Regions from separate parts of the Ovis aries genome. Here region 1 is linked to region 2. The links are chromatin contacts, called in public Hi-C maps. All regions are on one chromosome and are shown on one strand. Each heading gives the region's core, a stretch centred on a gene start, on an enhancer-like site or on the middle of the called end of the contact. The rest is flanking DNA. Distances are from core to core; before and after follow the strand shown. Region 1 holds the start of PRRC2B (proline rich coiled-coil 2B). Region 2 holds the start of RAPGEF1 (Rap guanine nucleotide exchange factor 1).

The links. A called contact is a pair of places that touch in the nucleus more often than the background predicts.
Region 1: a contact with region 2 is called in a Hi-C map of blood, with 4 times the contacts expected there. The contact joins the promoter of PRRC2B here to the promoter of RAPGEF1 in region 2. A contact is called at or near these places in 2 of 16 Hi-C or Micro-C datasets (blood and hypothalamus).

What each region holds. Positions count from the first base shown.
Region 1 is chr3:5,382,377-5,387,831 of ARS-UI_Ramb_v3.0, forward strand. PRRC2B (proline rich coiled-coil 2B) reads right to left here and starts at 2,218. Exons shown (of 31, transcript XM_060411653.1): 1 at 2,010-2,218.
Region 2 is chr3:5,083,214-5,088,462 of ARS-UI_Ramb_v3.0, forward strand. RAPGEF1 (Rap guanine nucleotide exchange factor 1) reads left to right here and starts at 3,526. Exons shown (of 23, transcript XM_042248042.2): 1 at 3,526-3,870. The coding sequence starts at 3,810.

The DNA.
Region 1 (5,455 bases), core at 968-3,467, 300 kb after region 2:
CATCACCCTCCCATGGATGGAAGTGCTTTGCTGCAAATAGTATGTGAGGCTCCCAAGAGCCCCAACAGACACCCAAGGCAAGGTGTAATTATTCCCATTCTACAGATGCAGGAGCTGAGGCTGAGACTTGCGTAAGCTAACCCAATGAGGACCAGAATCCAGGCTCCAAGGGACACATGTGTCCAAGCAAATGTTTATTTGCCATTCCCGACGGAAAGCAGTTACCCTCAAGAGGCAAGACTCCCTGGGCCTCTGCTTGTTGTCCTCAGCCTCCAGCATCTCATGTTTTCTGCTGTGCCTTAAATCCAGTTGCGGGAACAGCCTCAGAAAGGGCAGGCACCCCGATCCCAGGGGATAAACCCACTGCCACACAGCCCAGATCGATGGAGTTCCTGAGTGCTCCAAAGCCTGCTCTTCTCCAGCCTGGTCTCCCCACTGAGCCCCAGTGCTGAAGGAGCAAGAGCCCAGTGATGTTCCGTGCCCTGCAATCCTTCTCCCTGGCCGTGCCTCAGCCCAGCACCTGTAGCATCTGCCTGACCGCTCAGCATGAAGGGTGGCACCACCAGTGGCTCAGCTTCCATCCTGGGACTTGATGGCAGGTGTACAAACAGCCACAGGAGAAACCACCATTAAGCACCAACTATGTGCCAGGCCTTAAGAGGGAGAGGATGCAAGGTCCCTACCTGTGTCAACGAAGGCTCTGGGAATCTGAGCTATTTGACAGAAGCAGGGCTTGCACCTCAAAGTCAGGGCCTCCCCAGGCCCACTTAACACCCCAGCACTGCGCAAACAGGGCTAGATGGCTGCAAGTGGATTCCCAGAAACCATGCTGAGACTTCAAATGGACGGTTACAGGAACCCAACTGGATGATGTACAAAGCCACTTAAAATGCACACAAAACCTTACAGAAAAACAACAATCTCAGGGACAAGTGAACAATCCTGTGAACCAAAGCCTTCTAAAGGTTTCTCTCGGGCAGCCATGTAGCAAATGACACACTCCGGAGAGCTCTCAGCCCCCCACCACCCCCCCTTCCTTCAAGCGACCATTCGGCTGAAAAACACCTCCTCGGCTCGCCTCAAGGTGGGCTTGGACCTCCCACGGTATTTCGAAAGAGGGAGAAAACGGTTTAAAAAAAAAAAAAACCGCCTTCCAATTTTACGAAGGCAAATCCACTCTTCAGAGGCCCGCGATTTCAACAGTGCTGGGTTTTACTTGGGGGGGGGGTGGGGCGGGGAGGAAGAGAGGGAAAAAAAAAACCATCTGGCAGGCCCTGAGCGGGGAGAGATCCAGTTTATTATTGAACATTTTCAGCAACAGAGCATTAAGTGTTTTGAAAATAATGCTCTCGTTCCCGCACTCAAAGCGCGGCCGTCTGGGCGACTGTGAGCCCCCGGCCCCTCGCACCCAGGACGGCAACCCTGATCACCAACTTCGGGGACACCCGGCGAGGGGCGAGGGACTCCGCCCCCCCGGCCCCGAGGGTCGGCCCCGGGCCCCGGCCCTGCATCCCGCGGCCGCTCTCAGGAGGAAGCAAGATGGGGGGCCGGGCGGCAGGAAACCGGCCCAGACTCCTCGGGCCGCCGAGACACCCGCGGCCGCCGGAATCTGGGCCGGAAAGGCGACTCCCCGGGCTCTCCGCAGCCTCGGCCGCCCCGCGGCCCCTCCCTCGGAGGCCCCCCAGCCCCGGGGGCGCCCCGACCCCGCCGCGCGCCCGAGCCTAGGCCGCTCGTCGCCGCCACAACAATGGGGAGAGGGCCGCCCGCCGCACCCCCCGCCCCACGGTCGCCCCCAGCCCGGCCCCGCGGGCCGACGGCGGCGGCGCGGGGCGGGCCGATCCCCCGCGATCGCGGACAAAGGTCGGCCCGGCCCGAGCGCCGCTGTCAGTCAGCAGCCACCGAGAGACAAAAGCCGGCCCGCGCCGCGCCGCCTCCATCTTTTAGCGCCGCGCCCGCCGCCGCCGCCCCGGCCCCGCGCCGCCCCCCGCCGCCCGGCGCCCCGGGCCCACCTGGTCTAGTTCCGCGGGCGCGACTGGGCCTGGCGATGGCGATCGGGCGGCGGTCAGGCGGCGGGATGGCGGCGGATTGCGAGGCGGCGGCGCGGCTGCTCGCTCGCTCGCTCGCTCGCTCCCTCCCTCCCGGGCTCGCTCGTCGCTCGCTCGCTCGCTCGCTGGAGCCTCGGAGCCTGTGTCTCGCCGCTCGCCTCCCTCCAGCGCTCGGCTCCCCGCCCCCCCGCCTGCCGCCGCCCCCGCCTCCGCCCGCCTCCTCCTCACGCCGCCACCGCCGCCGCCGCCTCAGCCCGCAGCCGCGCCTCGGCCCGCGCAGCGCCCCCTGCCGCGCCTCCGGGGACCGGCGGTCGCCTCCCGCCTCCGGGCCCGGAGAGGGGGGGCTGGGGTCCCGGGAGAGGGGGGTCGAGCTCGCGCGAGGGACCCAGGGGAGGGCCTGCAGGGCCTAGGAGACGAAGCCGGGGGTAGGGGGCCTGGGAGAGGGGGAATCTGGGACGGGGGCCCCCTGAAGAGGCCGGGGGAGCCAGGGGGGAGGGGTGCCCGAGGGGCGGGGCTGAGGGAAAGGGAAGGAGGCCCTGAGGCGGGGCTGGGTCGGGAGGCGGGCCGAGCGGGCCGGAAGAGGGGGTGCTGGGCTGGAGGGGGCCAGGGGCGGGCGAGGCCCTGGCGCAGGGCGGCTTGGGAAGCGGGGGGGAAGTCGGGGGGCGCGCGGGGGGCGGGGAGAGCCCGGATCCCCGCCCCCCGCCCCCCCTTCCTGCAGAACTGCGGCGCCCGCCGCCAGACGGGGAGCCCGGTGCTGTTACAACACGTTATTTCACAGAAGCCCGGAAAGGGAGCCGCAGGCATCATGCATTGTTAATTCAAAAGCAAGATTGTCGCCCAGTCTAGATACTTTATTACATTTTCGTAAGACGGACAATAATAAACTCAGCCTCTTGAGTGTGTGTGTGTGAAGGCCAAACAAAAGGTCAGGGAGAAGGCACGCTGCTCCGGAGACCTCTGCGGTCTGAGGGCTCAGGGGGCATTCTCGCCTTTTATTCTGGATACTTGGGCACTTAGGAAAGCAAGCGATTTGAAAGAGCAAAGACAAAGAAATGTATCTGGAGCCGGGAATCCAAATCGTCTCTGGCACTTGTCCATACACACAGTCAGCACCGACGGGGAGCGGCCAGCCGCGGGGGAGTGATTGGTTTCCTTTCATCCCAGCTGTTGAGCGGATATTGATTGTTCCAATTCACAGGTGAGACACGGAGACTCTGAGAGGTGAAGGAACTTGCCCAAGGCCACACAGCCAGACTTGGGAGGAAAGTTAACCCGCTTCAACTTAACTCGGATCAGGGTGAAGTTTATGCTTAGCACTGAGCACCGCAGTGCCTGACACATAGTAGGCGCTCAGTGAATATTGGTTGGTTTGTAGAATGGCGATGAATGAGTGTCCGGCCCTTGACTGTCTTGGCTGGAAGGTAAGGGACTCTGGAACTCTTTAAGAATCAGGAGGTTATCTCTTTTATTATCTGGAGAGAGAGGACCAAAAAAAAAAAAAGATTAAAAGTTTGGAGGGTTTTGAGTGCTCTGGAAAACAGGTGAGGAAATACTACAGATGGCAGGCAGGGAGAAAGTCAAATGGACAAGAGAAAGGAGAGTGACGCCCTCTGGGGACAGCAAAGGCTGCTAAGTCCCTGGGAGTTGAAATGGCGTGCTTCACGAGCACCAGGAAACCCGGCTTTTGTCCCAGTCTCAGGAAATCATTTTCATCCTGCACTTCTCTGGGGTGACAACAGCCACAATGCTAGGTACTGTTTATTGAGCACTTTTCCGGGCTGGGCAGGCTGGTAAGCATTTTAGAAGAGATAACTCAATACATGGGAAACAGTTATTATTGTTCCCACTTGATGGATAAGGAAATTGAGGTCATGGGTGGTGGAGCAAGGATTTGACCCCAGCTGTGCTGGTCTGTGGGGAAAACAAGGCGAAGATGCTGGAGCAGGGAGAGGGGCTGTTATCCTTGGACTAACACTGTCAGTTAGGGCTGGTACCTGGGGTTTCTCCAGGACCCTGAAAGTGTCCATCAAGCTCTCCCAGAACTGAAGACCTAGAGAGGACAGAGGTAGGAAGGAGAAAGGGATCAGAGTATGAGGGCTGGACCAGGGCTGGTCTTTGGGGTCATTTATCCCCAGGAGACCACGGGCAATGTAGAGGGGAACAATCAATGAGCCAGTTTCATTTCGTTCAAGTCACTAAGAGGGCGACAGAGGATGAGATGGTTGGATGACATCACCGATTCAGTGGACATGAACTTGGGCAAACTCCAGGAGATGGTGAGGGACAGGCAAGCCTGTGTGCTGCAGTCCATGGGGTCGAGAAGAGTCAGACATGACTTGGCAACTGAACAACAACTATAAACAGCAGTAGTCAGAGCTGGAACATTGAAAGGAAGTGCGAACTGAGTGGCCCAAGCAAGGCAAAGCTGGGGAGAGCTGGCATGAAGCAATGGACAAGAGAGAGTTCAGTTTTTTGTTTTTTTGTCATTCAGTAGCTAAGTTGTGTCCTACTCTTTGCAACCCCACGGATTGCAGCATGCCATGCTTCCCTGTCCTTCACTATCTCCCAGAGTTTGCTCAAAGTCATGTCTATTGAGTCAGTAATGCCCTCCAACCATCTCATCCTCTGTCACCCGCTTCTCCTCTTGCCCATAGTCTTTCCCAGCATCAGAATCTTTTCCAATGAGTTAGCTGTTTGCATCAGGTGCCAAAGTATTAGAGCTTCAGCATCAGTCCTTCCAATGAACATTCAAGGTTGATTTCCTTTAAGATTGACTGGTTTGATCTCCTTGCTGTCCAAGGGACTTTCAAGAGTCTTCAGCTCCACAGTTCAAAAACATCAATTCTTTGGCACTCAGCCTTCTTTGTGGTCCAACTCTCACATCCATACATGACTAGTGGAAAAACCATAGCTTGTTCAGCTTAGGGTTTTTTCTTCTTCTTCTTTTAAATATTCAGAAACTATGCTTATGAGTGGAGAAATCTCTTCGAACCCCCAAAGTGAGTCAGAGGGAGGATTCCATCTATTTCTCACAGCAAATTGCAGATTTTATGAATCCATAATTTTATTTGTCCCAAAATGTGTTCACTGTTTTTGGTTACATTGAAATTTAATATTTTTGTATAACACATGCATATATTTCTTCATTCATGATTTTCTTTTCTAAAACCACATAATGGATAGATTTTTATTTCCTTTGCATTAATTTCACATGGAACATGGAAAGCCCATCATTGGTCATATTCAGGTCTTTTTTTTTCTTCTTAGCCCTTTGGAAAGTTGCCTCCCTTTGTGCTCCCTCTTCTTCCTCTCTCTCTCTCCTTTTTTCCCCTCTACTTTCTTCTTCTTTAACCCCAGTGGCACACTCCAACCTTCCCTCTATCACAGTCCCAGTCTTCCTGGTGGTCCTC
Region 2 (5,249 bases), core at 2,276-4,775:
TATCTGTCACATAACTCTCACGCAGCACGCCGATATTTCCTCTGCCCTTAGGCACCTGCGCTACGTAGGCAGCACAGTGGCGAAGAACCTACCTGCCAGTGCAGGAGACGCAAGAGACTCAGGTTCGATCCCTGGGTCGAAAAGATTCTGTAGAGTAGGAAATGGCAACCCACTCCAGTACTCTTGCCTGGACCGTTTCATGGACAGAGGAGCCTGGCAGGCTACAGTCTGTGAGGTTGTAAAGAGTTGGACATGAGTGAGCACACACGCGAGGCAACTAGAGCCCGCCCCTTCCGCCCAGAGCCCATCGGAATTGCTCCCACTAGTCACTCCTCAACTGTTTACCCTACACTTCCTAGCCTTTCCTGAAAACAAAAAAAAAAATCCCTATCCTGAGTGTTCCTCTCACCCCCACTTCTGCCTCCTGACCACCCTGACGCTCCTGCATGGCTCTGCATGGCATGCGTGCCTCCTTCTCTCAAGAAATCTAAGTAATAAATCCTTCTCTCAGTGGCACTGGCCTCTCCATGTCACTCAGTCACCTCCATAACTTAAAATCCCAAGGGTACAGACGAGACAGTCCCTGCCTGTAGGAGCTTACAGTGTCCTGAAGGGGACAGACATTAAACAGATAACGAGAAATTGAATATGGAGGTGTGTGCTATCAAGGAGACATATAGGGAGCTGCAAGGGTCTTAACCCTCTGAGACGCTGAGATGGATGGCCATGGATTTTGCTTCATTAGCATGTGTTCCCAAGACACTGCTTTTTAAAATAATTAAATCGGCTGCACTGGGTCTTACAGGACACGGGATTTTCGATCTTTCTTGTGGCATGTGGGGTCTGTTTTAGTTGCAGCATGTGGGATCTAGTTCCCTGACCAGGGATCAAACCCAGGCCCCCTGCATTGGGAGCATGGAGTTTAGCCACTGGACCCCCAGGGAAGTCCCCCCACTGCCAACCCAGGTACTGTTTGAGCATCACCCTTCCCCGTTCCCAGCTGCTGGTTCTATGGCATCTTCTCCCAAGCTTTCTTGTAATCAGTGCAAATTCTCAAGCCTGGCCAGTTTATGCATCCTTCTCCCCCCAACCCCCACCTGCAAGCCATTGGCTTGGGGGCAGGTGTGTGACTTAAACTAGGCTAAAGAGAGTCAGCTGGTACCCAACACAGCCAGTGGGTAGAGAGAGATCACTTGGAAATAGAGCCAACCTAGAGGAGTGATGGGAGAAGGCGATGGCACCCCACTCCAGTACTCCTGCCTGCAAAATCCCATGGACGGAGGAGCCTGGTGGGCTGCAGTCCATGGGGTCGCTAAGAGTCGGGCACGACTGAGCAGCTTCACTTTCGCTTCTCACTTTCATGCACTGGAGAAGGAAACGGCAACCCACTCCAGTGTTCTTGCCTGGAGAACCCCAGAGGCAGAGGAGCCTGGTGGGCTGCCGTCTATGGGGTCGCAGAGTTGGACATGACTGAAGCGACTCAGCAGCAGCCGCAGAGGAGCGATGTTGCAGGTTCAGAGCCTAGAGGTAGCTGTTGGCTCTGGCTGCATCCTCGGTTTGCTAGTTGCGATGTCCGACAAATTCCTTTTTTGCCCTAACCAAGCTGAGCTGGGTTTCTGACAGTGAAATCAAGCATCTTGACCAGTACAGGGAGCTGCTGCCCCAACTGGGGGCATCTGGGAGGATTTCCTGTAGAAGTGGCAGTTAAATCAAGAAGTGAAAGATGACTAGGGGTCAGCCAGGCGGAGAAGAGGAAGAGGGACTATTCTAGGCAGAAAGAGCGGCAGGAGAGAAAGCCTTAGGGTAGGAAGAACAAAAGCTGTAGTAATGTGTTTGCTTCATCACCTCGCATATGTTCTATTATAAACACCTTTTTAAATGTCGGGGGGCTTCCTTGGTGGCTCAGCTGTAAATCTGTTTTATTCATTTGGCTGCGACGGGTCATAATTGTGGCACACAGAATCCTGGGTCTTTGCTGCAGCGTGTGGGATCTAGCTCCCTGACCAGTTGCAGCATGTGGAATCTTTTAGGTTGAGGCATGCAAACTCTGAGTTGCAACATGTGAGATCTAGTTCCCTGACCAGGAATGGAACCTGGGAGAGCTGCATTGGGAGCACAGAGTCTTAGCCCTGGACCAGCAGGGAAGTCCCTATAAACGCCTTTGATGAATAACCTTTATTAAATAAACTCCATGACCCTTATTTACAGTCATGTCCATTTGTAAAGCACTTTATTGTTTGAAAACCTTTTGTTGTTTGATGTGTCAATTTATTAAATATATTAATATTTGGTTCCATTCTCATGAACCCTGACCAGGCCAGCTATTCAGACTAATTTTCTGCTTTGCACACAGACTTTTGGACCTAAAAGACTGACTCAGAAACCTAGAAGGATTGGGGACAGCTTTGGGAGCATGGGGGAGGGGATCTGGGGCCAAGGGTCAGTTCTGCCTGGTGCTGCAGCTGCCGAGAGAGTAGAGCCGTCCCACCCTGGCTCAGAGCAGCCGTTCATCAGCTGGAAAAGAGAGATGAATGTGTTAATCTTTGGCTTTGCCTTTGACCTCTAGAGAACTGGCACTGATGACTCTGGAAATTTGGCTGCTACCTAAGGCCAGCTCTCAGTTACAGAATCAGCAAGCCTGCCAGAGGGTGCAGGGAGAGGTGAATAAGACTCTTTGCAATGTCTATTATTAATATCATTTCTTCTCTGTGCTCCCCTTCCAGACTCTGTTCCCATCTCCAGATTATTCACTGTACCTGAGGGAAATGGGGGAAAGCTGAATTCATCCTTCTTTGTACTTCTTTCATCTTGGGCTAAGGACAGTGAGCGAGGTGCTGGAGATTTTGTCACATGTGAACACCCTTTGTGTTACTAAAATGTTTTATACTTGCATTATCCGATTTAACTTTGCTTCTCCAAGTTATAAAGTCTTTGGAGGGAATAAGTGATTGTGCACATTTTTGTAGGCCTAATAGGTTCTTTGATTCTTAATCACTTTTACTGAACTAACCACTGGGCTTAGAAAAGGCCCAGCAGAAGTCCAGGCTGGAAGGGACCCTGGTCCACATTTGGGGGTCAAGTGAATAGAGCAGGCAGGAGGTCACTGTGTGCCTATGGACTATGGGCCAGCAGGGGCCTCTGGATGCGGGTGGGGTCAGTCACAGGCCCTGGTGTGGAGACACGAGTTTGGGTGGGAGCCCTGTGTTCCAAGCGAGGGGGGGCAAGTCAGCAGGGCAAGCTGAGCCTGGTTGGGATCAGACTCAAGCCTTGAGCTGGAGAGTCTGATTCTACAGCAGAGGAGGCTGAGTCCCGGGTGGTCCATGCCACCCCTCGCCCTGGCGTCGAGGGTCCGTGCGTGCGGGCAGCGGAGGCCCAGGTGTGGGTTGGTGGCCAGGGGCCGGTCCTTCGCCGTGGCGTGGAGACTCCGGGTCGGCAGGGGGCGCTGCGTCCCGGGCGGGAAGTTCCGGCCGGCTCCGGGTCGGCAGGGGGCGCTGCTTCCTCGGCGGCGCGGAGGCCGCGCCCGGCAGGTGGCGCTCTGGCCGCGGCCGAGGCCGGCGGGCGGGCGGCGGCGCGGCGCTGCGGCCGGCTCGCGGGCCCGGGGAAGCGGCGGCGGCGGCGGCGGGAGCAGAAGAGGCGGAGCGGCGGCGGCGGGCACCCCCGGGCGGGCTGGGGCGCCGCTGGCCGAGCGCACAGGCCGCGGCCCGCGGAGCCCACCATGCCGGCGCGGGCCTGAGGCGCGGCGAGCCAGGGCCGAGGCGAGCGGCGGCCGCGCCGGCCTGTGGCGCCCGCAGCGGCCCGGCCCGGGCCCGATGAGCGGCGGCCTCGGCCTCCGGCGCAGCCCGGAAATGTCCGGCAAGATCGAGAAAGCAGGTGAGGTGCGCGGCCGGGCTCCGGGGGCGAAAGCGCCCCTGGGCCTGCGGGGCGCGTCTCGGGCGGCGGGGCCGGGCCGCGCGGCGCTCCCGGGGCCACAGGCCGGCGCGGCCGGGGCGGGGGCCGGGGGCCCGGAGGCCGGGCCGGGCCGGGGCGCGCCGCTCGGCCCGCGGCGTGAACTTTGAGACAAGGGGCCGGGGACCCGGGCAGGGACCGCGTGTCCCAGTGGCCGGGCGGCGGGCGGCCGTCCTTCAGGCGGTGACGGAGCCGAGCCACAATCTATGTGTCATTTCTGAGGAGCCTCGAGTTTAAATTGAACCAGACGTCTCCACTTCGGAGGCTTCAAAGGCAGCGGGGCAGGATGTGTCCCTGGGCGTTTTCAGGGCGCGGGCGAGCTTTCCTCCGGTTTCAGGCTGAGCCCTTGGAAGCGGGGGCGTACGGGGAGCCGGTTGGGTCTGGGGTTCGGTTAGAAATCTCGTTGCCAGCCTCATCTCTTTGTGTCTTCCTAGAGATCTCAGAGCCTCGCCTTCCGGTTACCTGGGTTTTCCCCGGGCTGGGAAATAGTAATCTCCAAAGACGCAACTCGGGGGCGGTGCACCTGGGGCGCAGGGCTTAATTAAGCCGGCGACACCTTGCAGGACACATCTCTGGGTCCAGGGCTCCCGGAGCGGGGACACCACTGGTCGTCATAACCGGATACCCTGTCATCCCCTTTGCAGCTGAGCTCTGGAAGGTGGGCTCTTCGGGGACTGGAAATAGGGCAGGTTACACTGATTTTGGACGTTGCTGGTTTCCCAGGTTGAACCGGGATACTTTGCTGAGAAGCGCCTCGGAAGTGGACCCAGAAGGCCGTGTAACTTGCAGGCTGTGGCTTGAGTACAGGAAGGACGTTTTCACCGCCTTTCTTGAGGGTTTTCTGTGTATCCGGCTCTGTGCCGAGCACCTTAAACATCGGGCTTATTAAATCCTTACCGGTTGTCTGTAAGAGCAAATGTGGTCCCGCTGTGACAGGCTCAGTGGTTTCTTGCAGGCCGGCGCTGTCCCCCGCCCCCATGCCCGGCTCTGGGAGCCGAGGCCCCAGTGCTTTCCTTCCAGGCAGCGCCCTTGGCCTCAGGTGCTGTTTCTTGGGTGTCCTCATTGTTCTCCAGCCGCAGGGCTGAGTCTGCTGACCATGAGTTCCCTGCCAGCACGCGTGCTGTTTCAGAAGCACCTCTGATTAATCTGTGCAGTGTTTCTTAGGATGCGCCATGCCTCTTGGACAGTGTTGGGGAAAACTTGGCTGCTTTATTTTAAAAAACAGCATCAACAGGGTTTTCTCTCATTATAAGGATAATTGAAAAATTTGAAAGTCATGGAAAAGTCAAAAAGAACGCAATGAA